2 separate regions of the Triticum aestivum genome follow, and region 1 is linked to region 2. The links are chromatin contacts, called in public Hi-C maps. All regions are on one chromosome and are shown on one strand. The core of a region is the stretch at or near the end of the contact, and the rest is flanking DNA. Distances in the headings are between cores, read along the strand shown. Region 1 holds the start of LOC123113343 (transmembrane protein 256 homolog). Region 2 holds the start of LOC123113338 (transcriptional adapter ADA2).

Region 1 (7,256 bases), core at 3,283-5,782, 340 kb before region 2:
TGGGCCTAAGTATGAACAGAGAAGTTGGATTGCTTCAGGCTGCCATTCAATACCATGAAAAAGGAGATTAGTCACGCCTCTGTAGCTCTCTTTCGAATCCACAAGATGATGCAGAAACTCAAGCAGAAAGTTGACACCATTCTGGTCTATACAAATATGGATCCTTAGTGATCTCTCACTTTCCATAGACAAGCCCGATCCAGAGTTTGCTGCAACCTGGTAGAATGCGATGTTCTCAATGTCCTTGTACTCCTGTAAATCAATTTCTGCAACATCTCTGATATACTCCTGGTTAGACGGTGATGGTGCCATGATGATCCCATCACCCATACTTGGAGGTGCCGATGAAGAGCAGTTGAATCAGGGACGGGAAGCAGAGGTGAAGGTTTACCTTTACCATGCAAGTAGAATTCAGATGTATATAGGTGTCTGAACAAAACAGATTTCACAGGCAGAAGTCATATATGGCAACTGGAAAGAAAGTTTTCTAAAGAAAACGAGTGCAAGGCAAGGTCAGGCATCAGATTCCTGGCTTGTCTAGGGAGCATGATAAAGAAAGGAATAATCTTTATTTTGCTTTGCTTGTCTGAAGGAACATGATTGGCAAAGCTAATAAGTTCCAAGTATACGGAATCACTTGCGTAGTTCCACGTACCAAGGTATCAAAGTTGTATGCTGAAAGCCTGAAAATATCAAAGTTTTGCTTTGATTTTCAACTTTTTAAAGCATCAACCATGACTCCACTATATGTATGATCCATCCTAAATACGTGCACCCATCCAAAATATCAGATATAACACATAGATATTGCAACGCCAGCACAAATTTTGACAGGAAACATCTACATTGTCAAACAATAAACTTAAAATTTTGTTCACTTATTTCATTGCAGAATTCTGGAAATAAAAGAAGATTTACTTCCCATTGTCTTACATCACTGGTAATCACTGATTATTTCTTAATTTAACATTATATTGCAGTGTGCGCTTTAAGCAGAAAAAGATTCTCAGAAGTGTCCATGAAGTAAAGAATAAGTGCAGGATGCCTTTAATATTCAGATAATAAAAGTTAGCCCATCCTTTTCCCCTCTTAATGTCTACAGAGACTGAGCCTTATATGAGCTTCACACAACTTGTAGATTTCCATCAAACCAAGCACATTGTAGAGTTACTTAATTGTTAAGGTGCTAGGAGTAGAAAGAAGCAAAATGCATACATACTTACCACCAAGTGCAGCCAGAGTGAAGAACTGCTATCTGAAGAAGCAAGCAGCAACAAGGCTGATCTACTTTATTTTATCCTTCACTTCGCCACAGTTTCGGCTCAGCAAGGTATGAAAGTAACTTCCGGCTCCTGATTCCAAAATGCTCATGCGCTATTTATCCTTTATTTTCCATTTTTTAATCTTACTATCTCTAATCATCCCAGTGTTTCTTCTTTCAAAATTCTATTAACATAAAATCCAATCTCAGAGTAAGCAATATAGTAAAGACTAACAGTCTGAAACATGCCGTATGGTAGCTTGGTAGAGAGAGGATATGTGCATATCTGAAATAGCATATACCGAGTGATTCAACTCTGTTACTGAAAACAAAGATATGCAGACTTTAAACCATGTAAACCGGGGGAGGGGCGAGCCGCTATTGCCAGATCCACTGCTCAAAGTTACATAAGCAGATTTCTGTCAGATTCATCAGTGGATATATTTATTGCTCTTGAGATACCATAAACTTTTGAGCCTGAGAAATCATGGCCTCATTGCTGTTCATACTTAGATTCATGGGGTGCTATGCTAACAAGATAAAGTCAACTGTAACCTTGACACCATAGTAAATACAGAAATAATCACTGAACATTGAAAAGAACCATCCAGTAACTGAAATAGAGTGTCTGAATTCATGTCTCCCAGATAAATCAATGAAACACAGAACCATTTAAGGAATTTGAAGAAATACTTACACCTATAAATTTTCAAGCAGAGGATCGCAACTGGGAGAAGCAATGGTGCATAGCGGATGAGCAAACACCAGATGATATCCTACAGATTGCTCTTAGCTGGGCATGTGGTCCTGGAGGTGCAGATTGTACGATGATTGAGCCTAACAAATCGTGTTACCTTCCCAATACAGTCAGGGACCATGCATCTTATGCCTTCAACAGCTACTGGCAAAAATACAAGAACCATGCTGGTTCTTGCTACTTCAATGCAGCTGCAATGGTCACCGACCTAAATCCAAGTATGTTCATAACCTAAACCATCATTAGGAGCATACACTTTTGCAGGTTGAAATTCCACTAGCAAGATCAAACATGCAGAGGACAACCACGCACCACACACACAAGATACCCGCACGCCACAAGCACACACACACGCGCGCGCACACACAAGCACGCACGTAAGGAAGTTCTTTTCTTTGGAATCAGCGTGTACTCTTAGAGAATTTAGGATAGCATCCAAATATAAATAACTTATCTTACTCCTCCTGATTCATAATATAAGCAGTTTTCGAATTTGTGCTAGTCAAACATTTTTAGGTTTGACCATCGATATAGAAAGAATTACCAGCTTAGACAAAATATGAAACTGACATGAATATTGTCATAATTATATTTAGAATTTGTTTGAAACAAAATATTTTTTGAGAAAATTATGATCAAAGTGTTACTTTGAAACCGTGTAAATGGTCTAGGCTACTTATATTGTGAATGACAGGGAGTATACAAAAACATGATCGTTCTCAGCCATGTCATTCACTTCGTGCTGTCATGCCAATGCAGGTCGTAACTCATGTAACTTTGAAGTAGTGCCCTGATATAACGGTGGGCGAAGCACTGGAAGACGCATGCATTCCTGGTTTTCTTCCACTGATCCTTCAGGAAAAGAATGGAAAAAATGTTCGACACATTTTTCGTCTTTGTGGAGGGGATGTCATTACTCGAATCAGGAGGGCAATGCCTAACATTGATCCATACTTCAAAATGTTTCAACTCCGTGTCTCATCTGTAATTTCAATTTTAGTCATGTACCTGGTTTTGTATCAATAAAAGTTGAGCAAGTTTTTATATGGTGTGTAAAGGGGTAGAGACCCAAACAGCTAGGATATAATCAAGCGCAATAATCACTATGGTTATCTGACACTTGTAGCGCAAATAGATCAAATCATTGCTACACTAAGTAGTGCCCGTGCCCGTGCCGATCTCTACAATGTTAAATAAATTATAATGATACAAGTTATGGGAGCACGGTGAACCAAACTATAACCTGAAAATGAGGATATTTTGTTGATGGATGGAAGCAGAGAGATTGACAGAAATCAAGCTGACCATGTTTGCAAGGACAACCACGGGAGCCAAGATCCCGTGATTCTCATGGAAAAAGTATTGGCATTAAATCTAAAGAAACAAGAGACGCAGCTTCATTGGCATGAGCAGTTGATCGGACTGTTAAGCAGGATGTACAAATGAGGAAGTGTGAAACATCAAGGGAACTGTTTTATTCTAATTATTTTGTAAAGGTATGAGAAAGTTGTGTGCCACAGCAGTACAATCATGACCTAATAGAGCGACTGATACAAAGCCTTGTGTAAAGTAGACATAGTTTTCACCCGATAAAACACAATACAATCAGAAGAGCAGGCTGGCCCAAGCAGCAATGAATGCAAAGCCACCGATCGGTGCTGGTGAAGAGAACTTCCTGTCTTCAAGGTAAGCCACAGTGTAGCACCTAGAAATGAAATGAGCAACAATCATTGTGCAATCCCATCATCATTCCAAACAATGAAACAACGCAAACAAAATCCAAGAGCAGCGGTCCTCATTTTCTTTGCATCCCACGAAAATTCACAGTGCAATCTAAAGACAAACACATATACACACTTACGTTCCAGAGAAGAGCACAATCCCAGTTGTCAGAAGGCCTCCGAACTGCACACACAGCAAAGGACCGCATGAATTAGCGCACAGCTAGATAAAAGAAAAAAAGCGAAAGCGCGATGCGGGCGTTGGTACTGACGATGTTGGGGCGCTTGGTCATGGGAGCCCCGAGCAGCGCCGCGGTGTGGACGAGATGGTACAGGGACGCGGTCTGCCAAATCTGTCAGAAAAAAACTCCCCACAACTGTAAGACGCAGATTGATTCATGATTTGGAGGAACGGGCCGGAAGTGGGACGAGGGAGCGGCTGGGGATCGATGAACGGAGAGTGGCCGGGTGTACCTCTTTGTATCTAGGGTTCTGCGGGCGGAACATGTGCGCTCCATAGGTGCCCAGTCCAAGCGCAGCGACCCCTGCTCGACCAATTCACCCAGCCGTCAGAGTGCGGAAGCAACCGGAGGAGGAGGGGAGGGGGGGGGGGGGGGGGGGGTTGAGGGTTACCGGAGACGGCGGCCACCTTGTGCCATAGCATAGGGTCCGTGGGCATCACCATCTTCTTCGGGTCGTCGTCGCCGTTCGCTCGGTTGCTTCTGCTTGTGCTTTCCTTCCTTCCTTCTCCGCTGGTGGTTGGCGTTTTTTTAAGGAGTTGGCGTTTTGCTGCCAGCAGTCAACTATTTTCTGTGGCCAAATCGGTCAAAACAGTTGTGGAACGTTGAATACTTGGATCAATGGCCAGCACGGCGCATTGCTTAGGTTTGCAGCTTAAGAGCATCTACATCCAAGCGCCCCTTACTTTTGAAGGACTCTCCGGTCACTGACAGATCAAAAAATGTGATGCGGTCGGAGGCCTCATATCCAAAAAAAATTATATGAGACCAGGTCTCATATAAAGCAGGTGAGACCCGTCTTGATGGATGACACGTGGCATTCACAAATCAAAAAGCATCTAATCTTTTCCCCCTGATTTCAGATGGGGGTGGGGTAAATGCTTTGTGATTTATGAATGCCACATGTCATTCATCAGGATGGGTCTCACCTGCTAATCCATGAGACCTGGTCTCATAGAATTTTTTTCCCCTCATACCGGCCCGAAACAGCCGATCTGACCGACACCCCATATATCTAGCCCAAATCCGGGGCAAATAGGTTGATGCCCGGGCGGGCCCGAGCACGTCTGTCACGTCGGATTCGTCCCATGTTGGCCCACCCTGACCCCACACATATTTGTCTTCATCGACTCCCCAGACCAAACTCTAGCCATTCCACCCCGCCCATAAGCTTCCTTCCAGTGATCTCCACCTTCTCCGATATGGCGGGCAGTGGATCTGAGTCCTCCGTCACCCGATCTACTGATTGTGAGCTCATCACATGCAGGCCCGAGGAGGAGATAGTCGTCTGCATTGCGCTCGGTCGTGCCCGCAGGGAGAACGACCAGCGCTTGGATCCGACGTGAGGTGCGTCGCCACGACCTCACTGGAGGCAGTGCGGTTCGTATGGCATCTGAACGGCGTGGCGGAGACGTATCCCCTTCGTCGGCGCACCAATTAGGGGGGGCCTTCCCGTGGCCCGTCCGCGGAGGCTAATATGGCGTGATGACCCGTCGTGCGAGGCAAAGGGCGTGGGAGGCCGCGAAAGCCCTCGCGGCAAACACGGCGGGGCAGAGTCGCACTCGCCAGTGCCGCTATAGGTGAACGACAACCCCTGGCGCCGCAATCGTGTCATGATGGACATGTCGGGCTCCGACCACAACGGATCCATCATCGACCTCACATCGACCGTCGACGTGTAGGCCATGGACTCTGACGAGGAAGAGTATGGCATGGGATACGACAGCGCCTCGAGTCTCATGAGCCGGTGTGTATCTCATGTCCTACTCTACCTCGCTGGCGACCGCACCTCCACTCCGAGGGGCTCATCCGGGTCACCTACTCGGAGAGAGGCGATGTCATGACATGGCCGACAACCTCGTTGGGTTCCTCTTCTCAGCGTTGTGTGTGATCTTGTTTGTGCCAGGTCGGCCGGGGTGCCCATTCTTATGGTCGTGTTGTAACGGTTGTGCAACTCTATTCTACCATTTTTAATGAATATGGCCCTAAAAGACCGCGTTTCAAAAAACTTGAAAAAATTCGCTATGTCATTTGGCCGAACCCTTTGCAGATGTGGTGTTCATCATGGGCATCAGTGCGCAAGGGCGGAAGGTACCTGGACGACGGTTGGACCAGGGGTGGAAGGGAGGCGTAGGCAAAGCGGGGCTAGTGCCCGGATGGAGTGACTGACGGTGTCCTGGACTAGGGGGTACTCACCACGTCATCTCCCGATCAGTTAGATTGGGCCGAGGACCCCCATGGACGTATACTCATGGGCCAGTTCGGACAGTTGCCGCATACAAGGAAGATTCCACAAGACTTGGTGATCAAGACAAGGACTCCTCCCCACCGGCGTATTCGGCTAGGACTCTTGTTATCCTAGGCCTCTGATACATTATATAAACCGAGGCCAGGCTAGTCGATAGCTGATTATGACATTACTCATCATACCTCCAGGGTTTAGACCACAACATATGATATCGAGGTAGATCAACTCTTGTAACCCCTATACTCATTATAGTCAATCAAGCAGCATGTAGGGTATTATCTCATCAAGAGAGCCCGAAGCTGGGTAAAATCCCGTGTTCATGTTACCATTGATCCTAAGACGCACAACTTGGGACCCCCTACCCAAGATCCACCGGTTTTGACACCGACATTGGTGCTTTCATTGAGAGTTCCACTGTGTGATCGGCGAAAGGATCAATGGCTCGACTGCAGGTCAACTGCGACGTCGGTTTCTTCGTCACCAGCTCGACTGGTCACCTTGGCTTGACCGAGGACTGCGCCCTACCTCCGATTGTCATGTTTGGATGAGGGCCTTCATCAACATCAACTCCGATCTCTATCAAGATCATGGAGGAGTTATCCATGGAGCTCGGGGGCTCAACGTCAACATTGCCCTCGGGTGACCGTGCTGTTTTTCTAACAGCAAACTCATATCCGCCGCCACCGCCTCCTCGAGTGTCGCCTAAACGATTGCTTCCGTGGAATTATGTGGAATTAAGTCTACAACAACCCTGCAAAAGTTTCGTCGAGTTCCGATGGAGTAATCTCCGGCAACCTCCGATATACCGGAGCCCTGTTGAATCTGGACGAGAATCCGGACGAGTTTGAAGCGAGGTGTCCAGCATCTAGCTCGGACGTCCTTTGGAAGATCCAACCGTTGATCGGCTGCGGAATTCTCATATCTACCACCTGCCAAAAATTCAGCTCGATCCGACCGTCTAAACTCCAGGAACCTTCCGATTAGTGCATCACTTTTTGGATCTGTTTTCTGCGCGAGAACGAATCCGACC
Region 2 (6,563 bases), core at 3,203-5,702:
TTGCCTTCTGGATGTATGAACTCTGATGGTTTGATATGTTTTTTCCTGGAGAGATTCAGCCGTAATGTTTCGCTCGTGGTTTCTGAATTGTGGGATGGTATTTATTTTTTCAATCTTCAAAGAGTACATCTTGTGTTCTGGCTCAAACTTTGATCATAGTTTGACGAGGCTAACAAAATACTCCCTTCGTTTCAAAATATAAGGTGCAAAAATTTCCATGAAAGCCAGATACACAAGCAACTGATGCTGTGCGCCCCCTCCTTTTTCTTTCTCTTTTGTCTCGTCTTCTTTGTTCTGATTCTAATTTGAGCTGCTCTCCCTCAGCCAGCCTCCGGGTGTGGAGATGTTCTGTATGATGCCCTGGGACCTTGGTCCTTTCACTCTACTTAATGAATTGGCAGAACGCTTGCAGTTGCCCGTAAAAAAAGTATGTTTGACCAGGATTTTAGAATATATTATCAACATCCTCAATACAAACCAAAGAAAATATGAAAATATTTTTCAAGACGGATCTAATGATACAAATTTGGTGTTAGAGCATTTCCAACAGCTGCGCTAAATGAGCGCCGCGCCGCAAATTTGCCCTTTTTAGCGCGCGCGCAATTGGTAGAGGGGCTCCAGCGGATGCGCAATAAGCGCACGCGCGGCATATAGAGTTGGACGCGCGGTCCGAATCGCCATCGCGCGTTGTGTATTTGGTGCGCGCGCTTTCGCGCGCGGCACACTCGAGCGCTCGAGCCGCACTCTCTCCACCGTGCCACCTTTGCCCCTCACGCGCCGCCGCCGCAAACCCTAGCGCGGGGAGCTTTGGCTTCGCCCCCGCCGGAGTTCCTCCGAGCACCGGCATGCTACCATGGGCGGCATGGGTGTCATGGGTGGCTTTGGAGCTACCATGGAGACCATGGGAGGCATGGGTGGCTTCAGAGCACCTTCGGGCGGCATGGCCGGCATGAGTGGCATGAGTTTTGCGTCACTCATTGGAGGCATGGGTGCACCTCCGGGCGCCACAGGCGGAATGTCTTCCGTGTGTCTCACACACCTTCGCATGAAGATGCCGTTGAAGATCTTGCCAACACCTTCCGAGCTTCACGTGATGAGGATGCGGTGCGCGACAATGAAGAGGAGGAGGAAGAATCGTCTTCGGAGGAGTCGGATGAATCGGAGGAAGATGAGGATGAAGACGAGGACGAGGCTTGATTGTTCTGCCTTTTGTTTGTGTCATGAACTTGGTTTGCATTTTGATCTTGGTTGGATGATGTTGTGGGCATGAATTTGAACTTGTGGGCATGAACTTTTAAGTCATCAACTTGTTTGTGTGATTTAAATTATATGCCATGTCTTTGTTTTGTGATGTGGGAAATACATTTTGTGTCCGAAATGCAACAAATGGCATGGGTCGGCTGCTCGCACGCGCTGCTGGAGCTACGCGCGCGCACTGCTTTTTACTGCGGCTGCTGGAGCCAGCGCTGCACGTCGCGCCAAACCAGGCGATAAGCGCGCTGCAAACTAGTTTTTAGCGCGTCGCGCGTTGGGCGGCTGTTGGATACGCCCTTATAGATATTAATATATTTTTTCTAAAAACTTGGTCAAACATGCACAAGTTTGACTTTTGAAAACTAACCCACCTTATATTTCGGAACGAAGAGAGTACAAGTTATGTGCCACAAAAAATATATTGCTGGATTCATATTTGAAAGAAGTTTTACCCAAAATACAAAAGGGGACTAATAAACTTAGACGAAAAAAGTAACGCGTGATAACTATTACTCCCCTGTAAAGAAATATAAGAGCATTTAGATCACTAAAGTAGTGATCTATGATGACATTCGTTACAACTCTTACATTTCGTTGCAGAGGGAGTATTTTTTAAGGAATGTCGTCATAGATTACTTTTCTGATTAACGCAAAACACTTACATCGTTCATGACAGATTCAAAAAGAAGAAGGGGGGTGATATTTTGAAAAAAGAAACAATAATAATCATTTTCACCAGGTCCAGGCAAGCAATGCACAATAACTATAAATGTTTTAAAAGAAAATCTAATAACTACCGTTTGGACACACACATTCGGGACAACAAGGAGGACGCAATTGTTAAGCCGCAACTTGGAGATTCGAATGCTTCCATTCTTAAGCCGGGGGTTTGGGCAAATTGGATTCCGTCCAAGAACAAGTCCTTTTTCTTGGCTCATCATCTAGGACAGGGTTTGAACCGCGGATCGCCTTCAACGTCAAGGTTAGCTAACTGCAGTTTATGTCAATTGTGTAAACGAGAACCGCTGTTGCGCACATGTGTTTCAAATGTAGATATACAATACATATTTGGTGGATTTGCGCACGGGAGGTTGAGACAACTTTCTTCTCCCCGCTGATTGGTGGTTCTTGATGGCCAGCATCAACTGCCAAAAGGCGTCGACATCATAAGAAAAGGGATTTGCTTCTTTCATCATGCTTATTTCATGAGACATTTAGAACGAGTGTAATGCAAGAGTTTTTAGGAATGTCTTCATTATGTAGAATGTCTAGTTTTTTCGCGAGTTATACTAGTGGACGCTAAGCGTTTGAGTTCATTATTGCCGCGAGAGTAAACCATACACTCTATGAGACTGAATGTTTTTGTTTCTTTGTAAAACTCCTTTTGAATTAATATGACGGGGCAATTTTTTTACATCTGTTTAAGAAAACAATATCTAAGAGCTGGACTTGGCAAATCCGCCCCTATACACGTCTGGGCGTGTCCACGGACAGCACTGGACATCCCCTCATATGTGCCGCCGCACATCCACACACCTTAAATTCGGAACTTAAAATCCATACAATCGATGCACGTCGATCACATGATACAAATTGTCCCAATTCAATAGTTCAAAACAAAGCAAAAGAAATCATAGTTCAACAAAGCAAAGCAATCCGGACATGCCAAGATGAAATCAACGTCTGAGCATGACGGATCAGTCACTGGCTGGCCAAATCACTCGACGGGCGCCATCCATGCCGCCTGCTCTGAGGCCATCCTTGTGTACAGCTCTGCCTGCATCTTTGCAGCATGCTCCACTTGCATCTCAGCCACATGCTTCGCTGCTGCCATAGCCGCCACCGCCACCGCCGCCTTGTAGGCCCTACGCTCGTTTGATCTTTTTCTTCTTCTTGATAAGCCACTTCTTGGCATGCTCATATCGAATCTTTTGGATGAGCAACAAAAAACATATCAAGTCTTGTTATGTCATTCCGTCGAACAGGTCGTGGGCAGCCCGGGCGCCGCTGGTGCTTGTGCTTATCTGCGCCCGAACAAGCGGCGGCGAGTGGCAGACGTCCACCTGCTGCATCTGCGTGGGCGGAAAGCTCTCCGGAATGCCCCAACTGACTGTCGGATTATCCTCTGTCCCAACCTGGTCTGACGGCGCAATCCTTGTCGACGGCGGGATGGATAGGGTGTGGGGTTCTGGGCACGGCCCGGGGGGGGGGGGGGGGGGGGGGACAATTGCTCGTCCATGTCCACATCTGCTCCCTGCGCCGCCGCCACTTCCCTTTCTTGCTGCCACCGACGGCAGTTCCTCCGGGCGATGTTCTCTGGCTTGCACGACAAACCCGAGGACCGGATGCCGACGGACAAGGCGGACGCAGACTCTGTCGCGGTGGTCAGGGACAAGCTGGATGGCATTTAGGGCAGCGGATCGGGATTGGCGGTGAGGGTGGAGAACAAGTGTGGCGGACGGCGAGGGCTTGGAGCGCGAAAGGTTGGAGGGAGGCGGAACGAGGGGGACGGTTTGATGGATTTGATGCAAATTATGGTGGAGTAGGGATGTCGGCGGACGCGCCCGGCGCCCCATATCCATCTCATATTTGGGTTGGATATTTTTTTGAACACATTATAAACGCAAACACTCATATACACGCGCACACACGCACACTCTACCCCTATGAGCACCTTCGAAAGACTGAGCCGACATATCATCTTTAAATTTACAAAAAGTCACCGTAGGCACCTCGTCATCACGGGAACGTCTCCTTCCACTAATGCGCATCGCCAAAAATCCTGAAATAAATCCAGGAATAAATGCAAGCAGCTGGACTTGAACCCTGATGGGCTGGGGATACCACAGTCCCTCTAACCATACAATCACAGGTTGGTTCGCTATTTGGACTGGATATGAGGGGTGTCGGTCAGTCCGGACGTTGTCTGTCTAGTTTTTTTTTCTGTGAGCGGTCACTGAAGGCCGTCCGACTAGGAGTTTGAGGCGGGTCGCGTCTGCTGTAACGAATTTCTGCACCGAAAACTCTTCGTGCTAATCAGATCAGCTCTAGCCCGAAGCTTCAGAGCGGCTGCAAGAGATATCCCCCTGATTTGTCCACGGAGGGGCGTCAGCCGTCCGATACCTCAGATGGACGGCCCAGATCTGGCGCCGGCAGTATACTAGTCCGACTCTACTACTGGCTCTGATCTGTAGCTGCGTCGCGGTCGCCCATGGTGGTCGTCTTCCCCCCGACTCCCCGCCCCAGCCAAATCCCGACCCCCGCCGCGCCGCAGATCCCCCGGCGCCCCCGGTCCCCCTAACCCGCGCCCCCGCCCGGATCACCCCCCCACCCAGCTCTGCTCAGCTCGATGCGGCCGGCCGCGGCGTGGTAGCGGATCCCCGCTCGAGCTAGGGTTAGGGTTTCGAGGGGTTTGCGCTAGGGTTTGGTCCGCGATGGGCCGGTCCCGCGGGGTGCCCAATTCCGGCGACGACGACACCAACCACAGGTCCCGCTGGCCCCCCCTCTGCCCGCCGCTTCGCATTTCGCTCTTGCTTGGCTGCGAGCGAGCGAATGGTGTAATGCGTTGTCCGTTCGTTGCAGGTCGAAGCGGAGGAGGGTCGCCTCGACCGGGGATGCGTCGGACTCGCTCTCCGCGGCGTGCGGGGGAGCCGGCGACGGCAAGAAGGCGCTGTACCACTGCAACTACTGCAACAAGGACCTGTCCGGGAAGATCCGGTTCAAGTGCTCCAAGTGCCCCGACTTTGACCTCTGCGTCGAGTGCTTCTCCGTCGGAGCTGAGGTCACTCCGCATCGGAGCAACCACCCCTACAGGGTTATGGTCAGTGTCCAATGCTCACTTAGCTTAATAGTGTGCAAATGCATGCTTAGCTGACTAACTAGTGTCGAGAAGCCGCAGTAACAGATGTTAATGCTAGTGTTATAGAACAGTGGAGTTACCACATCTGAACTCCAGTGAACTTAACAGGCTGTTAGTACCTGTGCTGGTATAGCATGGTTCCTCAAATTTGTCCTAGCATCTCACATGTCACTTCGAATAGTAAGTCTGAACTGATTAAGTCTGAACTGATTGTTACTTGGTCAAAAAGGCGGGAAACCCAAAAGATGAAATGTGACACTCCAAGGTTGAATCAACCCACACAACCACTGTCTTAGTGTATTCCCATCACATTCAGGCTTCATCCTTCTTAACTTGAGTACGCTTACAAGTGTCAGTCATCAGCTGATGTGTGAACTCAGATCATATGTTTGGATCAACATGGTTCTCTACTCAACCATCTTGATTGCAACTGGCTATATGGCGCTTAATACATGCACACCCAGGTCATCTTGAGGAGAGTTCTCATAAAGAAAAGGGAAGAGGAAAAAAGAAACCACTTTCCACCTTAGCACTTCCAAGTATTTTGTATTGTCAGTGCTTGCCTTGTCTGTTGCATCCTTTAACTTAACCGAATTTTTGCAACAGGACAACCTATCTTTTCCACTAATTTGTCCAGATTGGAATGCGGATGAGGAAATCCTTCTTCTAGAGGTATTTTCTGTATCCATCTGTTCTGTTCACTTTCTGGGTGGTGGGTTCTGACTCTAATAATTGTAGGGAATTGAAATGTATGGTCTGGGAAACTGGGCTGAAGTTGCGGAGCATGTTGGTACCAAGAGCAAGGCACAGTGCATTGAGCATTATACTACTGCATATATGAACTCACCTTGTTATCCCCTTCCGGTAATCATTTTGTCTACCTGTTCATTTGTTGAGTTGAAAACAGTTGATACTTAATTCAATGCTACCTCATCATTGTAGGACATGTCTCATGTTAATGGCAAGAATAGGAAGGAACTTCTTGCCATGGCTAAAGTACAGGGTGAGAGTAAAAAAGGTAAGTCATGGTCACATCTTTTAAGGTGACAAAGAAAATCTATTTAGTCTGGAACCAAATATTGTAATTTCTCTTGAATATTTGATCTAATTGGTGACACAAGCTGGGTTTGAATTTTGAAGGCTGACATATGTTACTAAATATCAATTTCTCATAGGAGATGAGAATCTTAGTTGGTTTTTGGTTGCACAGATCTGGTCTTCAAGAATGATATAACAGTATATTCAGTAGCGTTGTTTCTGCCCTTCTGATATCTTAACTATTAATATAAAAAACTTATCCGTATGCACAGAACCACAGACATGAACACAAGAATCTGCAGAAGTGCATGAGCTAATATAATGAAATAACAGAAAGGTTCTGCAGAATATTATTCTGTTGGTAATGGCTCGGAATGTGAGGGTGCTAAAAAGTACATGCTGAGTAGTTCCC

What was found. A called contact is a pair of places that touch in the nucleus more often than the background predicts.
Region 1: a contact with region 2 is called in a Hi-C map of leaf, with 6 times the contacts expected there. The contact joins the promoter of LOC123113343 here to the promoter of LOC123113338 in region 2. A contact is called at or near these places in 3 of 5 Hi-C or Micro-C datasets (leaf and an unstated tissue) and 1 of 1 datasets of contacts at active chromatin or transcription factors (leaf).

What each region holds. Positions count from the first base shown.
Region 1 is chr5B:576,148,251-576,155,506 of IWGSC CS RefSeq v2.1, reverse strand. It overlaps LOC123113343 (transmembrane protein 256 homolog), which reads right to left and starts at 4,532. Exons shown (of 5, transcript XM_044534556.1): 1 at 4,373-4,532; 2 at 4,214-4,284; 3 at 4,012-4,092; 4 at 3,880-3,923; 5 at 3,472-3,723. The coding sequence starts at 4,424. The coding sequence ends at 3,624. LOC123113341 (protein TORNADO 1) reads right to left here and starts at 779. Exons shown (of 3, transcript XM_044534554.1): 1 at 1-779. The coding sequence starts at 330. It overlaps LOC123113344 (a long non-coding RNA gene), which reads left to right and starts at 1,197. Exons shown (of 2, transcript XR_006455990.1): 1 at 1,197-1,330; 2 at 2,778-3,062.
Region 2 is chr5B:575,804,019-575,810,581 of IWGSC CS RefSeq v2.1, reverse strand. LOC123113338 (transcriptional adapter ADA2) reads left to right here and starts at 4,452. Exons shown (of 12, transcript XM_044534549.1): 1 at 4,452-4,741; 2 at 4,837-5,074; 3 at 5,720-5,785; 4 at 5,852-5,977; 5 at 6,056-6,131. The coding sequence starts at 4,689. LOC123113339 reads left to right here. Exons shown (of 4, transcript XM_044534550.1): 4 at 1-71.